2 separate regions of the Rattus norvegicus genome follow, and region 1 is linked to region 2. The links are chromatin contacts, called in public Hi-C maps. All regions are on one chromosome and are shown on one strand. The core of a region is the stretch at or near the end of the contact, and the rest is flanking DNA. Distances in the headings are between cores, read along the strand shown.

Region 1 (3,102 bases), core at 391-2,890, 56 kb after region 2:
TTTGTGCTTGCTAGGCAAGTGCTCTATCACTGAGCTAAATCCCCAACCCCAACATTTTGAATTCTCAATTTTGCTTTACAGTTCCCTTAAGCTCAGAGATTTTTAAACCTTTAAACCAAAAAATATCTATTTACATAATATTAGCCATCATATTTCTCTCTTGAGTGATACCCTGAATTAAATCCTCAACTCTGTGGTGGGTACCTGTCTTAGGGTTTTAGTGCTGTGAACAGACACCATGACCATAAGGACAGCATGTAACTGGGGCTGGCTTAAGGTTCAGAGGTTCAGTCCATAATCATTGAGGCAGGAGCATGGCGGCATCCAGGCAGGTATGGTGCAGAAGGAGCTGAGAGTTCGACATCTTCATCTGAAGGCTGCTGTGAGGAGACTAATTTCCAGGCAGCTAGGTCTTAAGCTCATGCCCACAATGACACACCTACTCCAACAAGGCCACACCTCCTAATAGTGCCACTCCCTGGGCCAAGCTTACACAAACCATCACAGTACCTGTTCATATTGGGACTTGATTGCCATCAGCTGAATAGCTCCTAAGTGGGAATTTATATATCTGGTTAAAGCACTAATGATGCAGGGTCAACCCTAATCAGCAGGAGCAGGAGGCAGAGTAACTAGCCAGGAAGAGCCCAAGAAAGAGAATGGGAACCAATCGGGTTGATTTTTTTTATTTGTTTGTTTCATTTCCTTTCCTTTTTTCCTTTTCTGGCCTTTTCCCTTTCTGCAAGTCCCCTACCCCCACCCCTGCCAGAGCATAGCTAAGTTATCACTAGTGATTCCTTAATGGTTTGTATAGGAATAACAATTCTCTTCTAAAGTTGTACAGTAACCTCCTTGCTCTTCATAGAGCAGGTCAAGTGCTCTCCCATGCTGTAGAACCACCTCAGTTGATGCATCCACCTGTTCTTCTAGCTTGGCAATAGATTTTTTTCTAATATAGACAGATCCTGATTTATTTGGCATCCTAGATCTTTGAAGTTAATGCCAGCCATTATTGTACCAGTGGTTAATGTCAGCCATTGCTGTACCAGTGGTTAATGTCAGCTATTACTATACCAGTGGTGCTGAGAGTGACTCCTGCTGTTTCTAACCCTAAGCGTATTATGAGGAGTATTACAAGGGGAATTACACGTTTTTTTTTTCTCTTGAACATGGAGGCTGGGAGAGCTTGTGTGGTTTTGCATATATGTTTTCTCCCTACTAGACTATCATAAATGTACTTCCAGGGGTATAGGGATACCAAGGTACATAATTTTGGGGATTGATACATCTGCCAAATAGGCAAGCAAAGTTGCAAACCATCTTCACATGCAAACCAAAGTTTCAACCAGGCAGTGAAGGAAGGAATGTTCACCTGACGAGTTGGTGGCCAGGAGCTCTGAGACATTTATAGCAAATTTGTGTTTACTCTTAAAGGGGATCTAGACATACATCCAATGAAAAGCAAAAGGGAACATGGTTACGACAAACAAGGTTATTAGTCTACAATCTGCATCTGTCATATCTTTAGTCTATCTTCTCAGGCCTCGGTGATGATCCATTTTCTGCAGCTGGGTTGTGGTCCCCTGTGATGTACTTCATCTGAGAGTGATGTATCCAGGTGCAGATGTGGTCTACCTTGACAGCAGTAGGGGTGGTCAGGATGATGAGGTGTGTTCCCTTCCAGCCAGGTCCCAGCTCCCCTTAGATCTAATATTGATCTAATATTCTAGGCTTTTCTTGAGGATAAGGGGTGACATCGGGGGGTTGGGGATTTAGCTCAGCGGTAGAGCGCTTGCCTAGCTAGCGCAAGGCCCTGGGTTTGGTCCCCAGCTCCGGGGGGAAAAAAAAGGGGGGTGACATACTCTCTGCTGTAACTGCTTCTCAACTAAAATTAGGGCCTTGTCAGGACCCGTGAAGACTGAAATGCCAGCCAAAGGCTAAGAGTTGGAAGTTCAGGCAGTGGGGGTAGGAGTTCACGCCAAGCATCTTGTTTGTTGACCCAGCTGAAGTCATGGGGACAATTGTATTGACTGGACTGATTTACATCAGCTTTCAGCAAGTCTGGGCTTGCAGCCATTTGGAGAACTTTGAAGTTTGCAGCTGATTTCTGAATAGTATCTGTCTGTCAGCCAAGTGTAAATGTACTGAGACAGATACAGACTGGGGACAGAAGTTAAAGTTTAGGAACTTAAAGGAAGATCTTCCATTTAGAACTTCCCCCTTTAGGAACTAGCAGTAGGAGGGGAAGCTTAGGCTGTTGGTTGACTGGAATAGTTACTGGGACCCATTTGTCCTGTAACAGGTGACTCCTAGTCACAATTCCCTGACGTTTACAGGAACTGAAAGCTTAGAAAAAGAGATAAAAGTTTTAGATATATTAGCATTACCACATTTTGTGATAAGAGTAGAAATCCATTTGTAGGAAAAGCAGTAGACCCACACCTTGAGAAACGCCTTTTATTCTCTACTTAGAAAATAACTAAAGGAAATTTAAAAATTTTGATCTCGTGACCATTGTAGTAGTAAGTGTTTTCCAGAGTCAGATTAGCCATTTATCAAAACTCCATTGATTACTATGTTAAAATTCTGAACCTTTAAAGTCTTAACACCATATATAGTCTCTAAGTTTTATCATTATTATTTTTAATTATTTTCTCAGACCCTTACAATTTTCATAAACCTCAGATTTTTTTCCTCAATTTACTATGAAACACAATGATTACTGATCATTGCAAAGCAAGTTCTTTAAAATAGGAGAATAGTAAAAAAAAAAAAAAAAAAATACACTGAAAGCTGTTTTGTGACTTGGCCTTACAGGAGACCTAATAGGCAAGGCAAGGCCTGATTCTCACAAATAAAATGCACTGACCAGGCAACTGCTGCAAACGGATAAATCTACAGTTAGCGATTAACACTACCAGAAATCTGGGAAGGATAAATTGGAGCAGGAAGTATAAGACAAAGGACCTCTGTAACAATAAAATGACAAAGACTTACCTGCTACCTTTGGCTCCTCCTTAGCCATCTCAGCAGAGGCAGAAAGGCTTCAGGCTCCAGTGATCACGCAGGACAGTATTAACCCTTTGACTGCCACAAAGGGCA
Region 2 (3,211 bases), core at 367-2,866:
GTAACATCACACACACACACACACACACACACACACACACACACACTTTTAGGAAGGAATTCAGTGGTGGAAAATTAAAAGGAAAACAGAACGATGTTGTAATTGTTGAGTATACACCCACAGGTTGGAATGAGGATATAGGTGGACTTACAAATGGGGCTGTCTTTGTATTTATGAGGAAGACATTCTTTTCTGCTTATTTTCTTAAAGACAATGTTTACATTAAATGGTTCTCGAATGTAAATGCTATTGTGTCTTAGTTTGATTCTCTGTAATAAGACACTGACCAAAAGCATTGTGGGGGTTGAAGGATTTATTTGGCTCACACATCCTGATGGCAGTCAAAACACTGAGAGAAGTCAGGGCAGGAACTCAGGCAGAGGCTGGAACCATAAAGAAACACCACATACTGGCTTGCTCTTCCTGGCTTGCTCAACTGCTTCCTTGTATCAACCAGGACCCAGTGGCAGCACCTTCCACCATAATCTGGGCCCTCCCACATCAAGCATTAATTAGGAAAATTCTGGGTGGTGGTGGCACGTGCCTTTAATCCTAGCACTCAGGAGGCAGAAGCAGGCAGATATCTGGTTTGTGGTCAGCCTGGTCTACAGAGAGAATTCTAGGACAACTAGGGCTATGTAAAGAAATCTTGTTGAGAGAAAGAAAGAAAGAAAGAAAGAAAGAGAAAGAGAGAGAGAGTGAAAGAAAGAAAGAGGAAGGAAGGAAGAAAGAGAAAGAAAGGGAGAAAGGAAGAGAGAAAGGGAGAGAGAGAGAGAAGGGAAGGGAGAGGGAGAGAGAGGAAGAGAGAGAGAGAAAGAGAGAGAGGGAGAGGGGGAGGGAGAGGGAGAGAGAGAGAAAGAGAGAGAGAGAGAAAGAAAGAAAGGAAGAGAGAAAGGAAGAAAGAAAGGGGAAGTGTGTTCATGGAGTCCTTGTCTGAGGTAACAGAACCTTTTATTTCCCACGAATTCACTAGCCATGCTTATGTAGTTTCTTGGATGGCCTATTTTTCTTTTCTTGTTTTTTCTTTTTTTTCTTTACATGTTGGGAAAGTGGTTTTAGAGTCTCACAGTCTGTAAACTTCCTGGCTATCTTACTTTCAGAGTTTATCTGGGACTTTTTTTTAGTTTTCTATTGATTCTTTGTGAATTCCATGCCACGCACACAATCCCACCCATCTCCCTGTTCTTCCATATCAGTCCTCTTAACCTCCCCCACCAAAACAAAACAAAACCCAAAATGTGTCACCGTGGAAGTTGCATTGTGGCATGGAGTGTCATCATGTGTCACAGTGTGTCATACTGGATGCCCTTTTGCCCAGTTTTACTTGCAAATGTTCATTGCAATGAGTCATTGGTCTGGTTCAAGGTCTCTGGCTTCTGCTCCACGATCAATACTGGATCCTCACCTGGACTCCTCTCCGATATTGTTGCCCTGTGTCATGGAGATCCTGCAGTTTGGATGTATAAGACCATCCCCACTCCCTTCACATGCTCCAGCAGTTCATAGATGGGGTAGATGTTGGGGTGAGGCAACTCAAAGCCCTGGATGTGGGCCTCGGTGGTAGCTGAGCTGGTGAGCCCGCCAGCTCTCCTGCACCTGTGGTACCAGGTCTGGCTCTCCTGCCTCCCGCAGCCAGCAATAGATGGAGCCAGCTCTTCTGAGCTCATGCTGTGGGGGCCAGCTCTTCTGAGCTCATGCTGTGGGGGCCAGCTCTTCTGAGCTCATGCTGTGGGGGCCAGCTCTCCAGCACTGCTCTGGTGAGGGGTGGGGCCTTAGCTGAGACTTTTAGATGAGGTCTCCTAGTGTTGTGCTGTATCTTTCTGTTTATATATAGGGCAAATCCTGAGGCAGGAGCCTCAGGTCTTCTGGACCTTTCTACCAATGCTGGTTACTGTACAAACCTATTTAGAAAGCTTACACTGCTTAAGGCAGAGGAGAAATCTCCCACACTGAAAAGAAAACTAACCTTCTTTTTGCCATGCCAAGACTTCCCCGGGGTACCTGGTGGTCACCTGGAGTGATGGAGCTTTTGGGTCTCTAAGAGCAACACTCAGTGGAGCAGAGGCCCATCCTGTCTTCAGAGGGCGGGGACATGATCTCTAGTCCTGCTTTTCCTTCCCTTTCTTTCCATCCCTCCTTCCCCTCCCCTCTTCTTTCTCCTATGGTGAGAAGTTACTTTTCACTGCCTTGGTTCCTCATAGCACCCCCACCCCCCGCATGCATTTCCGCTTTATAGTCCTACCTTTAGGCCGCCATGTCATTGAGGAGGCCGTCGTTATCCACCTGGGGGAATATATGATTTGCCAGGGCAAATGTCATCAGTTAGGTTTGTTCTTGTCTCTGTAATCATTTCCTCTGGTGCTCTTGGACTGTCTTTATTTTATTCTTGTTGATGAGAAAACAAAAACAAAGACCTCCAGAACCCAAATAATAAAAGTTAATTTGTAGTGTCTGGAGTTTGGCTGTCTGGTGTAGTTTTCTTCTAACATCTGGAGTCCTAACTTGAGAAGTTTAAATAACCTTCAGTAAGCTTAGTCACGTATATAAAATCTATTTAAAAAGGCATTTTTGTTTTGTTCTGTTTTTTTTTTTTTCCTTCTTCTGTTTTTACCACGGCCTCATGTAGCCAGGGTTAGCCTAGAATTCACTATATAGCTAAGGCTGTCCTTGAACTTCTGATCCCCCCTGCCTCTATCTTCTAAGCACTGGGATTACAAACATAGATCATTCCTTCTTATCTTTTTGTAATTCACTTCAACATAAACCTTTTGTAATTTACCCGGATTGTGTGATTAATCATCTTTACTGATTAAATTTCATACATGTACAAGATGAGGTTTGTTTTCTCTCAGCTCACCCCTCCCCGTTTGTCTCTCTCCCACCTCCGCCTTTCTCCAGTACGGAGGGAGATGCACCTCTAGGCAAGTCTGCAAGGACAGTTCTGAAGGAGCAACTACGAGGAGATTTCCTCTTCAGGGCGGGTAGCCCCTTCTCACTGGGGCTTGGATATCAGGAGGTGTGAGAAAAACCACCTGGGCCTGCCTGCCCTCACTGTCAGGGAGATTGCTTCTTTCTCTGTTGTGACATCAGAATTGAGCTCCCTGGGGTCTAATGTGGCCCCAGGAACAGGGAGTGGGTGAGTAGGAATCAGAAGTGCTGAGGTACACAGTTCTGTGTGAGGAACACCTTCCAGCTTCTCAGTCTTTCTGGC

The links. A called contact is a pair of places that touch in the nucleus more often than the background predicts.
Region 1: a contact with region 2 is called in a Hi-C map of liver, with 9 times the contacts expected there. The contact joins two enhancer-like sites. A contact is called at or near these places in 3 of 12 Hi-C or Micro-C datasets (kidney and liver).

The regions. Positions count from the first base shown.
Region 1 is chr3:139,157,126-139,160,227 of GRCr8, forward strand. No RefSeq gene overlaps it. Among named protein-coding and RNA genes, the nearest start is that of Psmb3l2, 33 kb to the left of the region's middle. Within about 2 kb of position 1,641, at least 19 of the 93 cell types and tissues checked have an H3K27ac peak or open chromatin away from gene starts, as enhancers often do. A contact at or near this core is called in liver, where this site is marked.
Region 2 is chr3:139,101,290-139,104,500 of GRCr8, forward strand. No RefSeq gene overlaps it. Among named protein-coding and RNA genes, the nearest start is that of Psmb3l2, 23 kb to the right of the region's middle. Within about 2 kb of position 1,617, at least 4 of the 93 cell types and tissues checked have an H3K27ac peak or open chromatin away from gene starts, as enhancers often do. A contact at or near this core is called in liver, where this site is marked.